Linked DNA regions of Pan troglodytes: all the other regions are linked to region 1. The links are chromatin contacts, called in public HiChIP or PLAC-seq maps. All regions are on one chromosome and are shown on one strand. The core of a region is the stretch at or near the end of the contact, and the rest is flanking DNA. Distances in the headings are between cores, read along the strand shown.

What was found. HiChIP or PLAC-seq counts read pairs in DNA pulled down with a chosen protein or histone mark.
Region 2: an H3K4me3 HiChIP or PLAC-seq map of stem cell-derived excitatory neurons shows a contact between it and region 1, with 6 times the contacts expected there. The contact joins the promoter of ATP5F1D here to the promoter of ARID3A in region 1. A contact is called at or near these places in 1 of 7 Hi-C or Micro-C datasets (stem cell-derived neural progenitor cells) and 1 of 1 datasets of contacts at active chromatin or transcription factors (stem cell-derived excitatory neurons).
Region 3: an H3K4me3 HiChIP or PLAC-seq map of stem cell-derived excitatory neurons shows a contact between it and region 1, with 6 times the contacts expected there. The contact joins the promoter of RNF126 here to the promoter of ARID3A in region 1. A contact is called at or near these places in 1 of 7 Hi-C or Micro-C datasets (stem cell-derived neural progenitor cells) and 1 of 1 datasets of contacts at active chromatin or transcription factors (stem cell-derived excitatory neurons).

What each region holds. Positions count from the first base shown.
Region 1 is chr20:3,209,916-3,213,989 of NHGRI_mPanTro3-v2.0_pri, reverse strand. ARID3A (AT-rich interaction domain 3A) reads right to left here and starts at 2,274. Exons shown (of 9, transcript XM_016934503.4): 1 at 2,102-2,274. LOC107969633 (a long non-coding RNA gene) reads left to right here. Exons shown (of 2, transcript XR_001711569.4): 1 at 1-17; 2 at 364-1,600.
Region 2 is chr20:3,534,473-3,538,546 of NHGRI_mPanTro3-v2.0_pri, reverse strand. It overlaps ATP5F1D (ATP synthase F1 subunit delta), which reads right to left and starts at 2,045. Exons shown (of 5, transcript XM_009434265.4): 1 at 1,771-2,045; 2 at 1,153-1,306. The coding sequence starts at 1,911.
Region 3 is chr20:2,941,657-2,945,730 of NHGRI_mPanTro3-v2.0_pri, reverse strand. It overlaps RNF126 (ring finger protein 126), which reads left to right and starts at 1,910. Exons shown (of 9, transcript XM_016934488.4): 1 at 1,910-2,184. The coding sequence starts at 2,110.

The DNA.
Region 1 (4,074 bases), core at 1,025-3,524:
GACCCGACCCCACCCAGGTCAGTGTTGCACAGCAGACACCCCCAAGCCTCCCCAGTCACCGGACAAGAGTCCTGCGGCCCCTCTGCCCCAGACACCCTTTACCCAGACCCCTGAGTCTTTCGGCCCCGTGGGTGAAAAGGCAGTGGGGGGCAGGTGGGTGGCCCCTGGGAGAAAGCGAAGAGGGCACGTTCCAAAATAGCCTCTGTTCCATCTGTTGTGGGGACAGAGGTCCCAGGTCACAAAGACCTCAGGGCCATAGCGCTGGGTTGTGACCAGGCGGCACCCAGCCCCCCATCCCCAGGCTGGAGGTCACCCCCCACCCACCCAACCCAAGAAAGTGCTGAGGGGGCATTTCTGACTCAGGGTCTGGTCGGGTCTGTCGCCCCTCCCCCACCTGGGACAACTTCAAGACAAGGCCCCCCCCCACGGAAGAGCTCCAAGCAAAGCCCCCCCTCTTTGGGGGCACAGAAGGAAGAGGCCAAAGGAAGCCACTCCCCCCACCAGCCTGCTCCGAGCCCTGCTGGGTTTAATGACCCTTCCGGGTCGCCGGGTGGGGGAGGGGAGCAGGACAGACCTCCACGTTGGGGCCGGTGGAGGGGGCAGGTGGGGATCCCAGATTCCCCCCTAGGTCAGGGCTGGGTGCCCCCCCATCGCCGCCATTAACCCTAAACTAGCTACGCCCACCCCCTTCAGACCCCTCCCCCCAAGAGCCCTTTGTCCTCGACCCCCACCCCCATTTTATGACAGCCCCAAGGGAGAGGCTGGGACGGGGCGCTGGGTGGTCGGTCGTTGGACCAGGCAGGGGTGGGGGGCGGAGGGATCCTGGGCCACACCCTCCTCCCCCCAGGCCTCCGGAGAGAGGTCACCCGCTCGGCCCGGGCCTTGCAAAACATGGTTATTTAAAGAGTTGTGCAAGGCCCCGGGCCCGCGGGTGGCGAAAGGGGCCCCTCACTCCACGAAGGGAAGAGGAGGGGGAGGGGCGGGGCAGAAAGCTGGGGAGGGGGCTAAGAAAGTCCTGGGTTGGGGGGTGCCTGGAGGAAGTGAGAAAAAAACTCAAGAAGGAGAAGAAATAAGAAGACAGAAACCCTGGTCCGGATTTCAAAGGCTTCTTGGAAAGCGGCCGATTTGCATGGGGGGGGAACCCCTCCAGCCCGAGCGCCTAAAAACGGAAGATAATTGAACCCGCCGCCCGGGGCCGGCGCCGAGCGTTGGAGTTGACAAACGCGCGCTCCCAGCGCTTCCTGCGCCCGCTTTTGTGTCTGGGGGGCCCTGAAACGGGTCAGGGGGCTCTTCCTGGGTATCCCCGCCGAGGAACCGGGCGCCCGGGCCCAACCCACCCCGGCGCGCGGGGGCCGCGGTGTCTCCCCCGGGGGCCCCTCTCTGCGCTGGGGCGGACACTTTATAAATAAACCAGCCCGGCTGGGGAGGCTCGCCGGGAACTACCCTCCCTCCTCTCCGGGCTCCCGAATAAATCCCTGATTTCGGGGAGAAAGAATAAAAATGAAATAAAATATCGGGGTGCAGCCCCCCGCGCGCGCGCAGAGACCATTTCCTTCCGCTGGGGGGGGGGGGCGCGCACTCGCGACCCCCGATCGCCCCTGCTCGCCCCTGAGCGATTGATCCAGTGGGGAGTGAAGTCTCCAAGCGGGGTGCAGAGAAAACTCCCCGAACCCCAGCCCTCCAGGGCCGCCTTCCCAGTCCGGGACCCCCACCAACATCTCCGCCCAACTTTGGGGACCCCCTTCTTTGGCTTCCAGGACGCACTGCGCCCACCCCGGCACCGGAACCCGCGCTGGGAACGGCCAGCGCGCCCCCCAGCCTTACCGCGCAGGGCGGCTCGTAGTGGGGCGCGCGCCCCGCGCCTGGGGTCGGCCTGCCCGGGCCCGCCTGGCTTCCAGCCGCCGGTGCGCGCCGCTGGCTCCCGGCCCCCGACCCACGGGGCTGTGCCGCGCGCCGACTCACCGAGCCGCCAGCCGCGTCCGCGTCTACACCCCTCCGCCCGATTGGTAAGAGGCGCCCCGCGCGCGGCCGGCCCCCGCCCCGCCCCTCCCCCACCCCCAGACAAATCACCAGGGGACGAGTCGCTCTCGGATGCAAATACCTGGCCGGTGATTCAGCGCCGCGGCCCGGGCGCGGGAGGGCCTCGCCAGGGCTCCCCACTTTTCCCCGCACGCCCCCTCGCCCCCCTCCCGCGGTCTGACGACGCGCAACCAGCCCGGGGGCGCTGGGGAGCCGGGCAGAGTGGACGGAAATTTTCAGGTCGCGGCCCCTTTAAAGGATAATAAATAATAAACGGGAAGGGGAACAGCGCCGCGGGAGGCCCCGCCCCCGGCCTAGGGACGGTGGGCAAAGTGCGCGACGCGGCCCCAAGCGCAGAGGGTGCCGGGGGCAGGGGCTGGGGCGGGAGCGCCCCGGGGGAAGAAGAGGGGACTGACTGGGGCTCCGCCTGGGCGGGCTGGCCGGAGGCATCGGAGCCAGATCCGGGACCAAGACTCTTCCCTTCTTACGGAGCACCTAGGCTGGGCCTCGTGGACTCGGAGTTTCACCTTCGCCCCTTAGATGGAGAGACCCTGAGAGAGTGACTTCACTCTCCGGAGCCGCCGTTTCCAAGTCTGAGAAATGGGCTTGAAAGACCCGGTGCAGAGCTGGGCGGGCGGCGTCGGAGGGAGGGAACCAGGGTCTCGCCGGCCTCCCTCTGGGGAGGGACGGGCTGCAGACGGGGACTCGGCGCGGGCGTGGGGAGGTGCGCGCGGGGACCTGGAGCCCCTTTGTGAAACCAGGACGACCCTGCCCGGCCCGGCTGTCACCAGCGTCGGGAGCTCGGCTGCCCACCACCCCCCCGTGAAGATGGTGATGACTTACACGGTCTGAGCGGTCGCTTGCCCAACCACGTGCCCCGCGCCTCCCTCCAGGGAGGTCCCTGCACGTCTCCAGCCCTCACTCCTCTCTGTAGTTGGCAACCTTCTTGTCGCCACTGCGCAGAGCAGGAAACTGAGGCACCGAGCGGGGTGCAAGGAAGGCGGTCGGGAGGGGGACGCGTGCTCTGCAGGGAGCTGTGTGCGCGGGAAGCGACCCCAGGGGGCTAAGCGCAGAGGCCCAGGCTCCAGCCCGGACGTGAGCCCCGGGGGAGCCTGGAGGGCGGGCAGGGGCCACCCGGGGGGACCCTCACTTGTGGAGGGTCTCTGGCGGGCTCGGGTCCCCGGTCCTGAGTGTTGGGGGCGGGGTCGTAGTCGTCTCCCTCCCCTTCCCCTAGACTAGCACACGGCATTGCAACTTTCTCTCTGTCCTTCCACCTAGTTGCACCTCCTCCCTCCACAAAACTGCAACCGGGGCCGGTGCCGTGGCTCACGCCTGTCATCTTAACACTTTGGGAGGCGGAGGTGGGCGGATCATCAGAGGTCAGGAGTTCGAGACCAGCCTGGCCAACAAGGTGAAACCCCATCTGTACCAAAAATACAGAAATAGCCGGGCATGGTGGCGCGCGCCTGTAGTCCCAGCTACTTGGGAGGCTGAGGTAGGAGAATCGCTTGAATCCGGGAGGTGGAAGTGGCAGTGAGCCGAGATCGCGCCACTGCACTCCAGCCTGGGTGACACAGTGAGACTCCACCTCAAAAACAAAACAAAACAAAAAACTGCCGGCAGGAGAGCTGCCCCCGACTCCAAGGCCTGAATCCAGCCTTCCAGCCCCAGGGCCACGTGTAGCCTAATGGCGGCAGGTGTCTGAGAGGCCTCCACCATAAGGCTATATTAAACACCAAACCCAGCTGCCACCCCTATCTCCGATGGAGAGGCCTGAGACACCTGCCCCAAGTTGGGGGTGCTTTGGAGAGACGCTCCCTGCAGCGGGATAAAGGGGTGTGGGGGTACCCCCTTCTAGGGCCAGGACCCAGCTCAGGTCTGAAGGTGCAGGAAGTCCCTCCCACCTACGATGGAGCACCTGGAGGCCAGCAGACCCGAAAGGCACCTGGAGGGCAGGTGCATGGGCCTGTCTGTGCCTCAGTTTATGCCTCTATAAAATGGGCCAATGTTAATTCAACCCTTTCACCATCCTGTTCTGGATTAGGCTGCCCTTTG
Region 2 (4,074 bases), core at 796-3,295, 320 kb before region 1:
CACTGGAAACCAGTGAGGCTTAGAACTGCTTTTTTTCCTGCACAAATGACCTTGCTCCCCTAATCTGATCAGCTCTCCCAACATGGTTTTTTGAGGAGTTTTTTTGGCACAGGGTCTCACTCTCGTTGCTCAGGCTGAAGTGCAGTGGCATGATCTTGGCTCACTGCAGCCTTGACTTCCCCGGCTGAAGCAGTCCTCTTGCTTCAGCCTCCCAAGTAGCTGGGACTACAGGTGTGCACCACTACAACCAGCTAATTTTTTGTAGTATGGGATTTCACTATGTTGCCCAGGCTGGTCTCAAACTCCTGGGCTCAAGAGACCCTCCCACCCCGGCCTTCCAAAGTGCTAGGATTACAGGTGTGAGCCACCACACCCAGCCTCGCCTGGTCAGTTTCTTTTTATTTTTTGTAGAGACAGGGTCTCACTCTGCTGCCAAGGCTAGTTTCAAACTCCTAGGCTTAAGCGATTCTCCCACTTCAGTCTCCCAAAGTGCTGAGATTACAGGCATGAGCCACTGGGCCTGGGTGGTTTTACATTTCTTGCTTCGACCATCCTACATTGGTTGGTCCAGAGCCAGTCATAAACCGGCTGAGAGCAGAGTCCCCTCTGGTTCGCTTTCATCACCGGCCAGCCCAGGCTCCTCAGTGGACAAACCTGCTAAAACTGTATTTTTCTTATTTGAGATGGAGTTTCACTCTTGTTGCCCAGGCTGGAGTGCAGTGGCACAAACTCCTCAGCCTCCTGACTAGCTGGGACTACAGGCACCCGCCACCATGCCTGGCTAATTTTTTGTATTTTTAGTAGAGACGGGGTTTCACCGTGTTAGCCAAGATGGTCTCGATCTCCTGACCTCGTGATCCCCCCGCCTCGGCCTCCCAAAGTGCTGGGATTACAGGCGGGAGCCACCGCGCCCGGCCAGTTTTCTGTATTTTTAGAAGAGACGGGGTTACATCATGTTGGCCAGGCTGGTCTCCGAACTCCTGACCTCAGGTGATCCACCTGCCTCGGCCTCCCAAAGTGCTGGGATTACAGGCGTGAGCCACCGTGCCCGGCCTAGAACTATTTTTTCTCGCAGCCTCAACTGAGACGGAGACTGACCTGGGATGTGGAGCCCCAGCCTGGCCTGGCCCTGCAGCCCTCCACCGGACTCACCAAAGTATTTGGAGGTGGTGCCGTCCTCTGCATGCACCACGACCAGCCCCGGCCGCAGGACCTGCAGCGTGGGCACGTGGGCCGCCAGGATGCCGAAGGCTCCGGTCAGCGTGGGCACGTCCACCTGCCGGACGTTGGCACCGTTGAAGAACACCTGCAGACAACAGCGTGGGGAATGATGGCGGGGCAGGCCGGCCCCGCGCCCACCGGGGACTCGGCCTGTCCTGCTAAGACATGGGTCAGGGCAGGACCTGGCGCTGATGTGAGGCACTGAGACAACCCAGCGCAGGGATCCGAAGTTGCAGCTTTGGTCCTCAACAGTTGCGCCTCATTCTACTGATCCGCGAAATGGGAATGCAACGATCCGGCGACACCCAGGCTTTGGCCAGGGAGATCGGGGAGGGCACCCAGGAGACGCTTATCTCGGGGAGGTGCCCGGGACGAGGGCAGCGCAGGGGTCGGGCAGCAGAGGCAGGGCCGAGGGTCCAGGGCTGAGTAGCCTCGGCTTCCGGGGCGCGCGGGTCCGGGGGCCCGGAAGCGGGGGTCGCGCCCTGGGGGTGGGGACCCTGGACTCCGGGGGCGGCGGCCACGGAGGGTCCCGACCCGCAGCGCCCGAACCTGCGTGGGAGAGGCGAAGGTGAAGGACATCTGGTTGGGGCCAGAGGCGGCAGCCGGGGCGGCGGCGGCCTCGGCATAGGCACGGGCGTGGCGGACGAGGCGGCCAAGTCCCGGGCGGCGGAGCAGCGCGGCGGGCAGCATGGCAGCGGCGAGCGGCAGGAAGCGAGTAGCTGGCGGACAGCGGACTCCGGCGCGGCGCGGGCGGCCTGGAGGGCGAGGAGGACGACGCGCAGGGACGTCTGGGAGGAGGGGTCCCGGCGAGAGCGCAAGCGCGAACTACGACTCCCGGCAGGGCGCACGCCACGTTGACGACGCAGCGCCCCGTCGTGAGGTATTCTGGGGGTTGCAGTTTTGTTCCGGCCCGGGCTGCGGCAGAACCAGGGGGTGGTCAGATAAGGGCGGTGAAACGGTCCTGGGAGGTGGAGTAAAACGAACTTCAGTGAAATTCAAGATTCGGCTGCGTGGTGGCTCACGACTGTAATACCAGCGCTTTAGGAAGCTGAGGCCAGAGGATCACTTGAGGCCAGGAGCTGGAAACCAGCCTGGGCAACAGTGTAGATCGCCCCCACCCTCGACCCGTCTGTACAAAAAAAAAAAAAAAAAAAGATTTTTGGGGCGCTCATTGGATGCAGGGCCCTGGATAGACATCAAGAAAACATCAAGTTTCCTGCTCTGGGCCAGGTGTGGTGGCTCCAACCTGTAATCCCAGCACCTTGAGAGGCCAAGGCAGGAGAATCACTTGACCCCAGGAGATGGAGACCAGCCTGGGCAACAGAGGGAGACCCCGTCTCTACAAATAATCAAAATTAGCCGGGCGTGGTGATGCACGCCTGTGGTCCCAGCTACTGGGGAGGCTGAGGCGGGAGCATCGCTTGGGCCTAAGGAGGTTGAGGCTGCAGTGAGCTATGATTGCACCACTGCACCCTAGCCTGGGCAACAGAGTGAGAATCCCACTCTGGGGCCGGGGGTTGTTTAGCAGACATTTGAGATCATTAATAAGCAGGTCAGGCCGGGCGCGGTGGCTCACGCCTGTAATTCCAGCACTTTATCCTATCTGCAGGGCGAGGCAGGCGGATCACCTGAGGTCAGGAGTTTGAAACCAGCCTGGTCAACATGGCGAAACCTTGTCTCTACTAAATATACAAAAATTAGCCGAGCATGGTGGTGGGCGCCTGTAATCCCAGCTACTCGGGAGGCTGAGGCAGGAGAATAGCTCGAACCCGGGGGGGGGCGGGGGGGGGGGCGGAGGTTGCAGTGAGCCGAGATCGCGCCACTGCACTCCAGCCTGGGCGACTGAGCAAGACTCTGTCTCAAACAAAAAAATAAATAAAATTTAAAAATAAACACGTCGTAGTGGTAGGTGGTGGCAAAAGCCAAAAATAAATAACAGTAAAAGCCGAGAAAGTGTGCAGGACGGGACAGGGTGGAAGGCTGCAGGTGCAGCTGTTCTAGGAGACGGCGACCACGGCGAGGGGCACAGCGCGGGCGCGCGGGAGGGCTCGCTGGGGATCCCGGACCCCGGCGCGCTGCTCCTCGACGCCGGCAGAGAGCGCTCCGCGCCCGGAGATGCGCTCGCCGCCCCCCACCTCCTGCCTGGCCGTCGCCCCCGTGCGCCTCTGACGCAGGAGCGCGTGCGCGGGCGGCTGGGGGCTCCGTTGCCGTCAGCCAGCGGCCCGCGCAGCCTCGCTCGCGGCTATGACGTCACCGCCCCGCCCCCGCGCTCACGCAGGTCTGCGGCACCCGGCCGGGCCCCCAGCCCCGCTCCTTAGGCTCCGGGAAAATGCGGAATCGGGGATGGCGGGGGTTGGGGCTCGGGCTCCCTGGAAAGGGCCTTGAGCCTGGCGCGGTGGGCTGGACCCCAGGGGTGCAGGGAGCAGGGGAGGGCCTGGGGCTGTGGCTTTACAAGGGTGCAGCCAGGGAGATCCAATGCCTCCTGCTGTGGGCGAATCCGACACCATCCGTGGCTCCCTACATCCGGAGGCTGCACCCTCGCCCCCTGCCCGTGTTCAGGCCAGTGCAATGGCGGGCGCCACTGTCCCCTGGAACCCAAGCACCTGAAGAAGGCCCTGCTGGTCCGACTCAGGATGAAGGCGTGGGCCTGGCTCCTCCCCCCGGGCCAGCGCTGTGACGGTCACTTGGAGCTGGTCATCCTGGCCCTGGCTCGGGGAATGCAGACGAGGAGGCCTGTTCACTTTTCGAGTCGTGACCTATGCACCTCCTGGCTCTCAGGACCGCATATCCAGCTGCCACTCCAGGAAACTGGGAGGCCTAATAGACTCAGTCTCACTCGTGGAACCACTTCCC
Region 3 (4,074 bases), core at 661-3,160, 270 kb after region 1:
CTCCGAGCCAACGGAATACCCTCAGGTTCTGCCGCCTTCTCAGAGGTTAGGCCACTTGCCTAGGGACACACAGCCAGTTCGTGGTTTGGTGTCGTTTGAACCAGGCCTGCTGCTCCTCCTGCACTTGCGGAGCCCAAAGGCTGGTGCAGGGGCTGAGTCTGGCAAGCCTCGCCCCTCCCCAGCCTGGGGTTTTCCTGGATTCCCAGGGACGGGGCCCGTGCGCTCTCTGGTGGTCAGAGCAGGCATGACTGGATTCGCGCTGCTGCAAAGACGACAGGAAGGAGGCTGAAGCCCCTGTCCCCAACCTCTGGACATTCAAAACCCTAAATGCAGGCCGGGTGCAGTGGCTCACGCCTGTAATCCCAGCACTATGGCAGGCCGAGGCGGGCGGATCACCTGAGGTCAGGAGTTTGAGACCAGCCTGGCCAACATAGTGAAACCCCGTCTACTAAAAATACAAAAATTAGGCGGGCGTGGTGGTGCCCAGCCTGTAATCCCAGCAACTTGGGAGCCTGAGGCAGGAGAATCACTTGAACCCGGGAGGCGGAGGTTACAGTGAACCGAGATTGCGCCATTGCACTGCAGCCTGGGCAACAGAGCCAGACTCCATCTCTAAAAAACAAACAAACAAAAAATCTAAATGCACAGGCTCCAACTCTTAATTCCTCAACAGTCTGGCTCCAATGCCTCATTTTGCAGGAAGTCCAACTCCAACCAAATCCTATTCATCCCTCAGCCCTGGTTCCAATGTCCTTACCCCTCGGAAGCCCTCTCTCTCTTTCCCCAGGCAGAGCCAAAGTCACCCTTGAGTCCCACGATCCAGTCCAATCTCATGGGGCTGGGGGTATCTGCGTGCATTCAGCATAGGGTCTGGTATGCAGTAGGTGCTCAATGAGTGTTGAGTGAAGAAAGAAATACATGCATGAGGCCGGGTGCGGTGGCTCATGCCTGTAATCCCAGCACTTTGGGAGGCCGAGGCGGGCGGATCACGAGGTCAGGAGTTCAAGACCAGCCTGGCCAAATATAGTGAAACCCCGTTTCTACTAAAAATACAAAAATTAGCCGGTGTGGTGGCGGGTGCCTCTAGTCCTAGCTACTCGAGAGGCTGAGGCGGGAGAATCGCTTGAACCCTCGGCAGGCGGAGGTTGCAGTGAGCCGAGATCGGGCCATTGCACCCCAGCCTGGGTGACAGAGTGAGACTCCGTCTCAAAAAAAAAAAGAAAAAAGAAATGCATGCATGATTGGGCCAGAACTAACCTCAGAAATGATCCTGGCCTGCGCTGGGTGATGATACCGTTTCTACTGATTAAATTTGGAAGCAGGGGTTAGGTTTCCTGCCCTCTCCGCACCCGAGAGGCGCCTGGGCCGTCAGCCCGCGGAGCATCTTGGAAACAAGGCCACAACCCACAGACCTCAGCCTCTGTCTGACCCCACGGGTCCCGGTGAGGCCCAGACAGCACCCTGAGCCCCGGGTCTGCCTGTATTCCGCAGCGCTGAGGGAATGCCTGCTGTGTGTCAGGCGCTGCTGCGGGTCCAAAAATCCCTTTGCTGCGCAGCTGACCTGACAGTGCATCGGGAGGAAATCAGTGCCACGGAGCAGGAGGGCAGCAGAGAAGACCTTGTAAGCTGACATTTGAGCAAAGACCTGGAAGAAAGCCACGCGGGCGTCGGGAGAGCGCTGCACCGGGCAGGGGGCGGGGGAGAGGGCGCCTGGCGAGCCCCAGGAACTGTGGGGACAGTGGGCTGAAGTACCGTGAGGGGAGACGGCGATGAGGTAGGGAAGCACTGAGGGACACGAGGGCCTCGGCCCCGCCCCGCGCACGCCCGGCTTCTCGTCTCTTCCGCCGCCTGCTTTGGCCCCGCCCCCGCTGGAAGCCCCGCCCCCGCTCGGAGCCCCGCCCAACGGCCGGGCCTAGTTTGTCTCTCAGCGGCCACCGTCGCCCGGGCCGCTGCCCGCCGAGTGCGCAGCTTTCGCCGCTCCCGCGCCCCCGCTCCGCCCCGCGTGCCGTGCGTGCCGTGCGTGAGCGCGTCGGCCGGCGAGGGAGCAGCAAACGGCCGGCGGCGGGTGCCGCGCGGGGGGCGGGCGGCGCGGAGTAGGTGGCGGCGGCCATGGCCGAGGCGTCGCCGCATCCCGGACGGTACTTCTGCCACTGCTGCTCCGTGGAGATCGTCCCGCGCCTGCCGGTGAGGCCCGGGCCGGGGCGGCGGGCGGCAGGGTCTGTGCCGCAGGCCTGAGGCAAGGCCGGGGCCGGGGTGGGGGTCGCTTGCTCCCGCCTCTTGCGCGAGCTGACCACGACGGGAAAACTGAGGCTCGGGGCAGCGCCGGCCCAGGCTGAATCCGCGGGGAGCCCGGGCGGTGCGCGCGCGAACCCCGTCCTGTACATGCGGGAGACTGAGGCCCGGGCGGGAGGCAGGGCCTGGCCGGAGCGGCGCAGCGGGATCGCGGCCGGGTGACCCCACATCCGCGGCGTTCCCGACCCGAGAGGCCGCGAGGATCCCAGGTGGGATCCCTAAGCCCGGTGAGCCTGGTTTTGCAAACGGAGAAACTGAGGCCCGGCGAGCAGAGAGAGGGTATTGCCCGGTGGCGCGGCGCGGGGCAGGGGCTGGGCCTGGCGGGGCTCGGACCCCGAGAATAACGCCAGGGGACCCCCGCCGAGCGCGTGGTTGGGGGCGCCGTCGCCTCGCTGCAGGCTCGCCTCGTGGAGCCCTGGCCGCCGCCTTGGAGGCAGGCCCAGGCCCGGAACGCTCCAGGCACTGTCCCGGAGTCCGACCGCGGCCCGCCGGCGGGGCTTTGTGAGCGGAGCCTGCGTTCCTCCCCTCCCGGGGCTTGGCTGCGCAGCCCACCCTTCCTCCAGGTGTTTACAGCCGCCCCTCACCGAAGAGGACCCTGGGCCTGGGCGTGCCGAGTGCTACTTCCTGCTCGTTTAGGGCAGTGTTTCCCACGCGGACCTGATGTCACCTTGGGGGAGGTGGGAGCAGCGCTCGTTGAAGGTGCTATTTCCAGGCCCCTTTTCCAGGGTTTCGGAGTCAGTAGGTGTGGAATGCGCTCAGCAGTCTGCATTTCTAATATTATTTTTAGGAATGGGGTCTCCCTGTGTTGCCCAGGCTGGTCTTGAACTCCTGGGCTCAAGCGATTCTTCTGGCTCAGCCTCCTAAAGCGCTGGGATTACAGGTGTGAGCCACCGTGCCCGGCGGTGGTCTGCATTTTTAACCCGTGTTGCCCTTCGCCAGGCTGACGTGCAAAGTGGTGATTTAGTCGAGCCACCCGTGCTTTATAGATGGGGAAACTGAGGCGCGTGGTGGCTCAGCGGGAAAGTGGCAGAGCCGGCTTTGTCGGGAGCCGCTTGGCCAGCTTAAGGGGAGCAGCCGCAGGAGGTGGAGGGGTCTGGACTCCCCACCCTGTGCCCAGGGGAAGAGGCTGCAGGCATTGAGGATTTACTGTGCTGTGTGCGTAGCCACCCGGCTGTTGCTACGCTTTGATCCGTAAGAGAAGTCCAAGCCCCCCAGAAGCAGTGCAGTTCCCCGGGAGTAGAGACCCAGGAAGGGGCTGGAGGGAGTCAGGAGAAGCCGCCTGTCTCTGGGTCACAGAGGAGGAGCGAGTGTTAGAGTTGGGGCATGGCGGGAGAGCGGGGCCAGGCCCAGGAGTGGAGAGAGAGAGGTGTGGTTTCCTCTCTACTGAAGCCACAGGGCTTCCCCTCCCCAGCAGGAGGAACAAATAAAGTGAAATCTCGGGTGTGGGGCGAAGGTTGGGGAGCTGAGACTGAGCCTTGCCTTGCTCCTCTGTCTCCCAGGGGTCTCGCTCTTGCCTCTTCCAGCTTTCTGTCCCCACTGGCCGTGGCAGGAGAGGCTGGTTGCCTGACAGCCCGCCCGCCTGGGTGAGTTGCAGGGCAGCCCCTTGCAGCCCCTTGAGCCCTGGGACAGGCCTGGGAAGCCCCTGGGAAGCCTGGAGTGGTGGCTGTGGGGGGCCGACACTGCCTTGACTCGGCTGCACATTTAGCTGCTCCTAGAGCCCGCACAGGACTGGATCCTGGTGTGGTGGAGCCACTTCCTCGCCCCGTGGCCTTGGACACGGAG